Linked DNA regions of Gossypium hirsutum: all the other regions are linked to region 1. The links are chromatin contacts, called in public Hi-C maps. All regions are on one chromosome and are shown on one strand. Each heading gives the region's core, a stretch centred on a gene start, on an enhancer-like site or on the middle of the called end of the contact. The rest is flanking DNA. Distances are from core to core; before and after follow the strand shown.

Evidence for each region. A called contact is a pair of places that touch in the nucleus more often than the background predicts.
Region 2: a contact with region 1 is called in a Hi-C map of leaf, with 2.2 times the contacts expected there. The contact joins the promoter of LOC121211346 here to the promoter of LOC107926750 in region 1. A contact is called at or near these places in 16 of 34 Hi-C or Micro-C datasets (anther, callus, hypocotyl and 3 more).
Region 3: a Hi-C map of hypocotyl shows a contact between it and region 1, with 2.9 times the contacts expected there. The contact joins the promoter of LOC121211334 here to the promoter of LOC107926750 in region 1. A contact is called at or near these places in 6 of 34 Hi-C or Micro-C datasets (callus, hypocotyl, leaf and 1 more).

Annotation. Positions count from the first base shown.
Region 1 is chrA12:15,652,929-15,656,458 of Gossypium_hirsutum_v2.1, reverse strand. It overlaps LOC107926750 (SCARECROW-LIKE protein 7), which reads left to right and starts at 1,583. Exons shown (of 2, transcript XM_016857686.2): 1 at 1,583-1,734; 2 at 1,842-3,530. The coding sequence starts at 1,876.
Region 2 is chrA12:15,883,310-15,886,839 of Gossypium_hirsutum_v2.1, reverse strand. It overlaps LOC121211346 (ATP-dependent DNA helicase DDM1), which reads left to right and starts at 1,978. Exons shown (of 16, transcript XM_041084081.1): 1 at 1,978-2,106; 2 at 2,340-2,426; 3 at 2,708-2,971; 4 at 3,059-3,136; 5 at 3,467-3,530. The coding sequence starts at 2,358.
Region 3 is chrA12:15,472,866-15,476,395 of Gossypium_hirsutum_v2.1, reverse strand. It overlaps LOC121211334, which reads left to right and starts at 1,556. Exons shown (of 2, transcript XR_005906650.1): 1 at 1,556-3,530. It overlaps LOC107939028 (GATA transcription factor 18), which reads left to right. Exons shown (of 2, transcript XM_016872322.2): 1 at 1-231; 2 at 344-903. The coding sequence ends at 631.

The DNA of each region.
Region 1 (3,530 bases), core at 334-2,833:
AGTGGAAGAGTTTGGTCTAAAATACCATAGATTTGGAGTAGAGTTGGTACCACTTGCATTTCTAGTTTGCCAAAACCTCAAGATTGAAGATTGGCCGATACCTTTCATCCTTTGAATTGTCACCCCATCGCCAAGCTCACTGAGTTTGAGTTTTCAATCTTTGGAAACTATTGGGACACTTGTGTCATGCAGTTGAAAATTAACTTTGAATGTGTCTATGCCCCAATGACAATAGCCTTGGAAAACTGGTGCTTCTAAAGTGCACGAGATTCTAAACTCTCCTATCCACTTTCATCGGCTCCTCCTCAAAACCATAGTTTAAATCCTAAATTGTTAATTGTGATTGGTCTGCATGTTCTTCAGCTTCTTCTTTGGTTTCAATTTTCTAAACACTTCATTTTATCTCATTTTACATTGTTAATTAAATTATCAGCCATGCCAACTAAAAGATTCAAACTTTTTCATTTATTCTGCAGAATTTACAAGATACTATCCTCTTCAAGTAAAGTTTATCATAGAATACACAAAGATATGAAAAGGGTTCCCTTTTATGTGTTTTTAATCTTTAAATTCTCTCACTACCCCCAAACCATAGAAGCTTTCACAATATAAGCTTCAAAAATCTAATAAAAATTGTCACTTTATACACAAATTATACAGTTTGAATACCAATACCTTAACTGTAAATGTAATGACTCTTACAGTACTAACACCCTGTAATGCATTTTTTAAAAAAAAAGGAATCCATAAAGGAAAAAAATGATAAGAAAAGACAACCAATTAGTTAAAAATTCCCAACAGATTTAAATTATTTAGAAAGAGAATCAAAGCAGTAACTTTTTTGTAACGAAAAAAAGTTGATGTCATAAAAGGAATTGAAACCAATGTAATACAAATGATACAATAAATAAATAAGCAATAACATCAAGCTTAAATGGAAGAGAAACGAGAGAGATGTTTCCTTACTTACTTTTATTATTACTAACATTTTAGTTGTCTAATTAGCGAAGTTTTAGTTCCTTCAAGCGAGAGAGAGGTGAAAGGAAATGCCAAAAAAAGGTAGGGAAAAAATCAGAGTAAGGGAAGAGGGTTAGCAAAGGGATGGTAGAGGAAAGGGAAATAATCAGAGTAGGAGGAAGGATGGTAAGGAAGAGGGAGAGAGAATCAAAGTAGGCAGATGAATGATGGGGAAGAGAAAGAGGGATGTGAGAGCAGTGATAGGGGATGGAAAATGGTAGCTCCGTTAAGTATCTAACAAAAAATGGTAGCTTCGTTATGTCTATAACGGAAAATGATTAGTGGTGACTTTTTTATTAATTTTTAAAAATTGAGTAATTAAATTGAAACTTAAATAACTATTTTGTCTAAAATTAAATAACTATTAGTGTAATTTATCTTTTCTAAATTTTAAAAAAAACGAGGTAATTAACTTTTAAAATAAACTTTTTGACTAATTAACCCTCTTAATCCACAAATATTTTAAATCAAATTCTCATTCTATTTTGTTTAAAATAAAGAGGGACCAACTTGTCTTTATGCTTAGCGGCTATGATATAAGGTCCCACTTGTTCATTTGAAGCGACTCGACTCAGCGTTCCCTACTTCTACTGTTTTAGGTATCGTTTTTTAGAGTTGCACTTCTCCAAATTGCTTTCTTTCTCTTTCTCTCCTTTCCTTGAGCAAAATCCAAGTTTGTAGACCTTCTGCTTCAGTTACCGTTGGGCCTACACTTTTGTATGTACTATCTTTCTTCTCTCTCTTCTTTCATGCTTTAAAAACTGGAAAAAATTTCACTCTTTCGCTGATCCTTTCTTTGTTAATTGTGGGTAATGATAGTGCAGTTAAAACGATTTTCCGTCGAGGTTTGGCCGGAGAATGGCATATATGTGTGCGGATAGCGGAAATCTAATGGCAATCGCTCAACAAGTTATAAAGCAACAGCAACAGCAAGAACAACAACAAGAGCAGCACCACCACCAGCAGCAACAGCTTCTTGGTGTCAGTCATGTTACTTTAAACCCTTGGCCTAACAACCCCCACCATGGCGTCTCCAACTCTCCCATTCTCGGATACGGGCTTTCGGGTCCAGGTTTCACTGACCTGTTTCAGGGTGATACTGGAGAAGGGTTTCAGTTCCCTAACATGGGGCATCATCATTCGAGTGGGTTTCGATTCCCGGATTTTGGTGGTGGTTCGGGTGGTGAGTTTGACACCGACGAATGGATGGATTGCTTAATGAACAGTGGGGATTCAACGGATAGTTCAAATCTGCCGTCTGGTTGTGAAGTATGGCAGAACAATGCTGATTTTGGTCTTTGCGGTGCTGATCCATTTAGTGCTTGCCCAAATTGTCTCAGCGTGGCGTGTCCTACGCCGTCTGATCTGAACCGAGTCATTTTCCCAACCGAGGCACAGAAAAACCTTAGCCCTACTCTTCAGTCTCAGCACCAGCTACCTACGTGGTCCCCATCCCCATCCCCTCCACCACCACCTCCTCCTCATGTAGCCGTTAAAGAAACCAAAGCAAGCAGTCCTCCGAGCCAGACCCCACTCACAAACGATGCCGCAGGGGTCTCAGCTGATTCCAGCGAGATCGAGTCAGCTCCCCCGCTTTTGAAAGCTGTACTCGACTGTGCTAGACTCTCTGACTCAGAACCTGAACGCGCGATTAAATCACTGGTTGAACTCAGGGAGTCGGTATCTGAACGTGGAGATCCAACTGAAAGAGTGGCTTTTTACTTCACCCAAGCCCTCTATAGCAAAGTCTCTCTTCCAGCAGAGAAAAGATTGAATCTGCTCGAAACAACGTCGGAGGACTTCACTCTGTCTTACAAAGTATTGAACGACGCCTGCCCTTACTCCAAGTTCGCTCATTTAACGGCAAATCAAGCGATTCTCGAAGCTACTGAGCGAGCAACCAAGATTCACGTAGTGGACTTTGGAATTGTTCAAGGAGTTCAATGGGCTGCTCTTTTGCAAGCTCTAGCGACCAGGTCAGCTGGAAAACCCACCCGAATTCGTATTTCGGGTATACCTGCCCCGGTTTTGGGATCATCTCCAGCTCCCTCCCTTTATGCTTCCGGTAACCGTCTACGCGACTTTGCCAAGCTTCTGGATTTGAATTTTGAATTCGAACCGATTCTAACTCCGATTAAGGAACTGAAGGAGTCCTGTTTCCGAGTTGATGATGATGAGGTATTGGCTGTAAATTTCATGCTTCAATTATACAATTTGTTAGATGCTACTCCGGTGACCGTGGAAGCAGCTCTCCGTTTGGCTAAATCATTGAACCCCAAAATCGTGACATTGGGCGAGTATGAAGCGAGTTTAAATCGAGTGGGGTTCGTGAACCGATTCAAGAACGCATTGCGGTATTACTCGGCCGTATTCGAATCGTTGGAACCGAACTTACCTCGTGATTCACCGGAGAGAGTTGAAGTTGAGAGACAGTTACTGGGTGGGAAAATCGGGGCGATTATTGGAGCAGAAGAAGCAGAAAAGCGAAGGGAACGGATGGAAGATAAAGAGCA
Region 2 (3,530 bases), core at 729-3,228, 230 kb before region 1:
TCAAGGCTGAGAGCATAGAGTAAAAAAAAATACAAATTATCTTCTTTTCTTCTTCTTACGTAAAAGACCTATTAGTAAACATTTTTGCATAAATTATTATTATTTTATTTATTTAACTTATTATTTTTCTTTTTTCCTAATATGTTGTTGTTTAATATATTATTACATGTCTTCATGTTTTTCGATTAAATTATGGTTAACAAAAAGGTCAAACTTTTTTTCAAGAAAAGGATTTCAAAAAGTAATAATGATCAATCAGTTCCTCAACCTTCTATTATTAATGAAGAAAAATCAAATATCAGATCTTCCCAAACTCCTAAACGAGATATCAAGTCTTCTCAATCTCAAGTTTTTGAACGCGAGACCGAATTTTCTCAATTTCTTGAATGAAATATCACATTAAAAAGAAGATCGTTCAGATTTATTAAAGTAAAATCCTGAATCCATTTGTGCACAAATCGGGCTATTAAAGACATTTCCTAGTCCAAAGATTAACAACACAAGAAATTACATTATGACACAACTTCCACATAGAAAGACGTATATTTTGCTAGGTACCTGTGTCATGGGCCGCAGTTCAAAACCCGTGACCATCACACCAAATGCATCCAATAGAGGTCTATTGTGTAGATGGGGATCATTTGGCTCGTAAGAATTGGCCCGATTTGATAACCTGTTGGAGAAGCCTGTCAAATTGAAGCTTGGTTGGCTCGATAATGAAGATATGGCAACTTAGGCTATTTTGGTAACTAATCTTAGAAGATTGATAGAATCATATCTTGTAAAGATTATATTAGATTTGATATGATATATCTTGTAAATCCCATGATTTAAGTGATAGGATGAATTTCGTCTGTCGATTATTGTAATCTTGACAGTCAGTTTTGGGGGAGCTCAACTATAAATAAAGAGCCTCCCCTCATTTGTACTCACTCCATTCATTGTTTCATTATTATTTGTGAATAAGAGAATATTGAGAGCATTTACTCAAACACCTTGTGCATTCTTTCTATTGTTCTTTTGTTGTTTCTTTTGGCATAAATCACTTTCGCTATACAAATTGGTGCCTTGGAAGACTTCTGAAGGAATCCTCACTTGAGTAAAGGCTGACTTAGGAGAGTTTGGACGAATGAATCACCTAAGACTGCACGGATCGTGAGACTAAAGATCTAGCCCCGTGACACCTGTAGGTTCCTGATAAACTTCCACGTGCTAACATCAATAACAAGATGGTTTAGTTGTAGAACTATTACAAAATTTATTAAGCTCCTTATAGCCTGATTTGACAAAATAAACCCCAGAGGTATTACGAGGCCACTCCAATCTATCCCGCTCATCCGTATTGTAAACAAGAATCTCATGCTCCCTTAGCCACCTTGCAATAGAAGTTAAATTCCAACTCTTATATTCCTAGCACAAGATTTCAACAACTATAATAGGTAAAGGTTCATTTACCTCATCAGGATGTTCCAATTTACCCCCACCTCCATACAAAAAAAGAGTATGGTGTATCACCGTGGGATAGTAGTTATGTTCCAATTTATGTTCTTATTAACCTAAATAAACATAAACCAATAAAATCATATGGAGAAAAAAAGCCAAATATATGTACTATCAAACGAGACACACAATATTACTATTAATCAAATAAAAAAATTTGAAAAGTTAAATTAAAAAAAAAAAAGAGATCATTTAGAAAGTTGAAGTCCCACACCGTTCCTCGAAAGTCTAAAAAAGGAAAAAGGAAATCATAGTGGAAGGCACAAAGCATGCCCCAATTTTGGGAACCCATAACCTACCAGTAAAGGCCACATATTCTAGGCCCAGAAGAATTTTACATTGACTAAAATACCCTTCCAAGAATGAGAAACAGATTTCAGTCCAGTGTGTTATTTATGGCACAAGTTAGGGGCATTTCTCAAACTTTCATTTTCCCGCCCAAACCTACCAAGACAGTCAATTAGAAAATAAATAAAAATAATTAATGTTTAATTTTAGTGCTCCACTCGTGTCGAAATAAATTTCACTCTCATTTACGCTCTGCTCTGCTCCACTCTACTCTGCTCGCTTTTCCTTTTCGACGTTTCCGACTTTCGATTCTCTCTGGTATCTCGCTGAGAGTGGAAGCTCTTTCACTGTATTTTGAGTTCTTTGTTATACATTTTGTGCTTTTACTTGTTGGAGTGGCGTTTCTTCGCTTTCGACGATTCAAAACCCTAGGCTGGTTTCTGTATTTGGTTGAAACTAAAGCTTTAGTCTCATATGTTTTAATCTCTTAGAATTTGATTATTTCCTTTTTTATATTCATTTTATTGATTTTTTTTTGTTTTTGGTGTAAGGACATTTAGGGTTTGGAAATGAGGGCTGAGAATGGAAAGGGAAATGGCGTTTCTGCTGAATCACCGACTTCGGTTCTCGAAGATGAGGTTTGTTTGGATATACTTTATCTCTTCTTTTTTGTTCTCGGTAGGGTTTTGGTTCCTTGTGGTTTGAAAGGTTTTAGTGTTTTTTCACTGCTTATGTTTAGTCGTTGAGAAAGTGAAGAAAAATGTAAGCTAAGAAAGTTGAAAGGAAGATAGAAAGTTTCAAATATGATCTTCTATTATGTATTAAAACACACTTTTAGGTCATTTGTAGGTTTTTGAGGATTGAAAAGTGTTACTTTTTGTTTTTATATAATATTTTTTTTATTCTTACAAAAATGTAGGAGAAGTGCAAAGAGGAAATCACTAAGTTGGAGGAGGAATCAGTTCTAGACGCCAAAAATGGAGATACTTCTCTTTTATCAGAGGCTATGGTCGAGGAAGAAGAGAAGCTAAGGGAAGCTCGGTTGAAAGAGGAGATAAAACAAGGGGAGCCTGAAGAGTCAGTGCACTTGAATGATACTCAGTTTACTAGATTGGATGAGCTTTTGACCCAAACCCAGATGTACTCAGAGTTTTTGCTTGAAAAGATGGAGGACATAACATTTGTATTCCGCTCTCACCTTTCTTTTGGGTACACTTTTACTATTTTAATTGGTCTGGTTTTTTCTGATCATCTGTTATAATATTGGTAGAGTGTACCTAAGCCTGAAGCTGCTCAGACAAAGAGAGGTCGAGGTTCAAAAAGAAGAGCTGCTAACCAGTACAACAATGTATTCTTTCTGCTTTATTTACCCTGTCAACATGGAATGCCTACATATCATATACGTACTATCACAAAATTAGTTGTGTTTATTCCTTCGTCTTCTTCTGTTATTGCTTGGCTTGCTACGTATGCAAAATATTCAGTTCTCCTGTTCCCTCTGTAACAATTTTGGTTTAACTCAATAGTTCTTGTATGCCAATAGTTCATTTGAGAACATTGTAAGTATGCAGGTTGTATGTTTCTGATTCACTGGTAACATTGAGATCCTTGTAATTTAAATTGAAACCTTGAGTGGTATTAAGCCACTATTATGTGATTTCCTTTCTTTTTTTTCCAGAGGAAGGTCAAGAGGGCAGTTGCAGCAATGCTTACAAGGTCTAAAGAGGGAGAGACTGAGAACG
Region 3 (3,530 bases), core at 307-2,806, 180 kb after region 1:
CGCCATGGCCGCAGCTCGGGTAATTCTTGCGTGTCTAACTTTTGCTTGGACTTGTTACAGAACAAGAACATGCCATATCCACTGCAAAGCGCAAAAGATAGCCGTGGAAGCAATGGAAATAGCAGTAGTAACAGCTCAGGGAAAGGCAATGATCCTCTCTTAGCTCGCCGATGTGCTAACTGTGACACCACTTCTACACCGCTTTGGAGGAATGGTCCAAGAGGCCCAAAGGTAATAGACATCACAAATTAACAATTCTATCTTTGTAAACAAGTATAGTTGGTTCTTTTTTCTTTTCTTTTGTTTTGTTTTTTTTTTTTTTGAAATTATTGTTTAGTTGCAGTCACTTTGCAATGCCTGTGGAATTCGATTCAGAAAAGAAGAAAGAAGAGCAACAAATGCAATCAAGTCATCAGGTGCAACAGGTTCAATGTTGGAGCAATTACAACATCTTGGCTATCATCACCACCAGAACAAGAACAATTCACGGGTTCATCACTCGCAAAGCCAGAAAATTCCATGTTTCTCACCTGTCAATGGATTCAGGTTCATTGAAGATACTGATCGAGATTCTGCTACTGGCATTCCCTTCCTTTCTTGGAGACTCAATGTCCATGACCTTACAAGATAAGAAGAAAATAGAAGGAAAAAAAAGGAAGAAGAAGAAGAAACAGAAAAGAAACCCCACCCCTCATTGACGGTCAAGATCATGCAGCAATGACTGAAACGTTTCACGATGACGATGCTGTGGATGCTTAAATGGTAGTAGGTCGTATCTTCATTTTTCTTTTGCAAGTGATTCACTTTCACTTTAGGAGATTTGAGAGAGTTCAATTAATTTCAGCACTGTTTTTTTCACTGATTTCCCTGATGTAATGTAATATAGAACTACGTGTTACCTTATATATGCCAAAAACAAACAAACAAACAAACTTAATGCACAAATTGCCCCTGAAGTATACAGATTTTCTCAAATTAGTACATAAAGAAATTTACACAACAGTTCAAGACTTAAAAGTTTATTTTCAGTTGGCATTAACTTTTTTGTTAATACAAAAAGATATAAATTTGAATGTGTTAAAATATATTTTTTTTATTTAAGAATTAGAGAAGAGTTACGAATAATTTTAGAAATCTTGATGATACACTAAAGCTTTCCATAAAAATTAAATTTTAAAAATAATAATAATAATTAAAAGTGAGGAGAGAGAAGTGGCAGGTTTTAATTGGTAGGATAGGAGGCTGTTGTTTTTTTAAGAGTGTTAATACTTTGAGAAAAACCATATAACAAAATAAACTTTATTAGTATATTTTAAGAGGCAATTTATGCACTAACCAAAAACAAAAGTGGTTTTCTTTTTCATGTTATATGAACTGAAGTTTAGTTAGATGCGACTCTCGAATCTTACGCAAATTCTTTGTATTTTTTCTATTTGGTCTAATTATACACAATCTTTGCACTCTTTATTTAATCTTCCTGCTTTTATTTTTAGAGCTTTACTTGTTTATTTAAAAATTAAATTTTAAAAGAATCTGCAGAGAATGGAGACAGAGATTTCTGGCAATGGTATTGAGAGTGAATCTCATTCTGGTGGTGATCGAAATACAAAAAAAGTAAGATTCAAGGAAGCGGTTGATGGAGAAATAAGCAACATGGCAGTTGATTCCGACCAACAGCCGATTTTGTCTTTTAAAGACAAACTTTTGGGGGGAGGTGTTGCCTTTCTTGATGGAAATCTTGAAGGAAACTTAGATAAGAATGAGAGTGATTTTGAGTTAATGGATGGGGATGTTAACAAGTCCATAGTTAATAGGATCCCTGCAATCGACTTCTCAGAGCGAATCAAAGACTTGCTATTTAAGTAGATGGAGTTGACGGTGATTCTCAAATTATTAGGGCGTAACATCGGATATAATGCGCTTCATAATCGTATCACTAATCTATGGAAACATGTGAAAACTTTTTATCTAATGGATATTACTAATGGGTATTTCTTGGTTAAGTTTCAGGACATTGTTGATTATAACAAGGTCTTAATACAGGGTCCATGGATCATTTTTGGTCAGTACCTTATGGTACAACCATAGACAAAGTCTTTTAACCCAGCACAACCATACCCCAGTGTGGTGATGGCTTGGATTCGTTTACCGGGGCTTCCGGGCTACTTATACAAAAAACACATCATTGAAGCTATTAGAGGGTTAATTGGAAAAGTGGTCAAGCTGGATGTACAAACGGATAACAGAACTAGAGGAAAGTTTGCTCGATTGGTTGTGCTTATCAATCTTGAAAAACATCTGATATCTCATGTTTTGGTTGATGGCGCTGTGCAAAAGGTTGAATACGAGCCCTCCCGACGGTGTGCTTTAGTTGCGGACAATATGGACATACAAAGGAGTTGTGTCCATCGGTGGGGGTGAATCTGAGCCCGGGGAGCCCTGTGGCTGCGACGACAGCATCTATTGGTGGTGATGACGGTGGAGGTGGTAAGGGAAGGAAAGTGATTATGGGCCATGGATGTTGGTGGAGAGAAAATCCCAGCATGGTCAACGGGGTTCTCGGTTTAACGAAGGAATAAATTTGGGAAAGGGAACGTTGGGTTCTAGATTTTTGCCTTTAAATGTGGAAGCTGATTTAGGTGGCGAAATTAGTGGAGCTGCTGGGGAAATTTTGGAGAAGGAAGGCACTGTTTGTGCTGCTGGTGAAAGGAGTAGTGGTGAAGATAGGGTTATTTCTAAAGGGGGTTCGGGTAGGGCTAGTTCTAAGAGTCTTTTGGGTCAGGTTGGAGAGGTGACCCATGGGAATAGAGTAGGCTTTATGCCTTCAGTTGGGTCTGCTTTGGGCTTCGTTTCCACCAGGCCAGGAAATGTTGTGACGGGCCAGAGTGAAGGGGGCCCTAATTCTAAGTCTTTGGGGAAAAGGCCTGTGGAGTCAGATATGTTTCCCCAAAAAGACAAGGACCTGATTAAAAATTTTCCCTTTTTTAATTTTAATTTCTTTCTTCTGCCTACAGGTACATCGCAAGTTTTAAAGGGGGATTCCAAGGGCAGTGGGCTGTCGATGGAGAAGCATGATGGGCCATGTGCGAAAGGGCCTGGACAGGCTGGTTTTTTAAGGACCGATGGAGCCCTTTCTAGTGGCCTGGATAAGGTCATTGATAGTGTAGATGAGCATTCGGCATCTACAAGGAGTGAGGGAAATAATTTAATCCTAAATAATCCTATGTTCGAAAGACATTGTGAATCTGCTGTCCAATTAGATGTGAATCTTCTGGATCCCAAAAACCATTCAACTGTTACCTTCAATGATAATAATGTGGCTAAACCGCTTAAAGGTATTAAAAAAAATATCTTAGCTACCACTAATAAATCTTTCTCTGTTTCCAGAGGGCGAGGTCCTGAGAACAAAGTTAGCAATAATCGTGGTGGCCCTCCTCTTAATCGCACTTTTAAAGAAAAGGGAGGGAAATTAAAAAAGGCTGGGATTTCTAAAATTCCTTTAACAAAAGCAATAAACTCCATGGCTAACA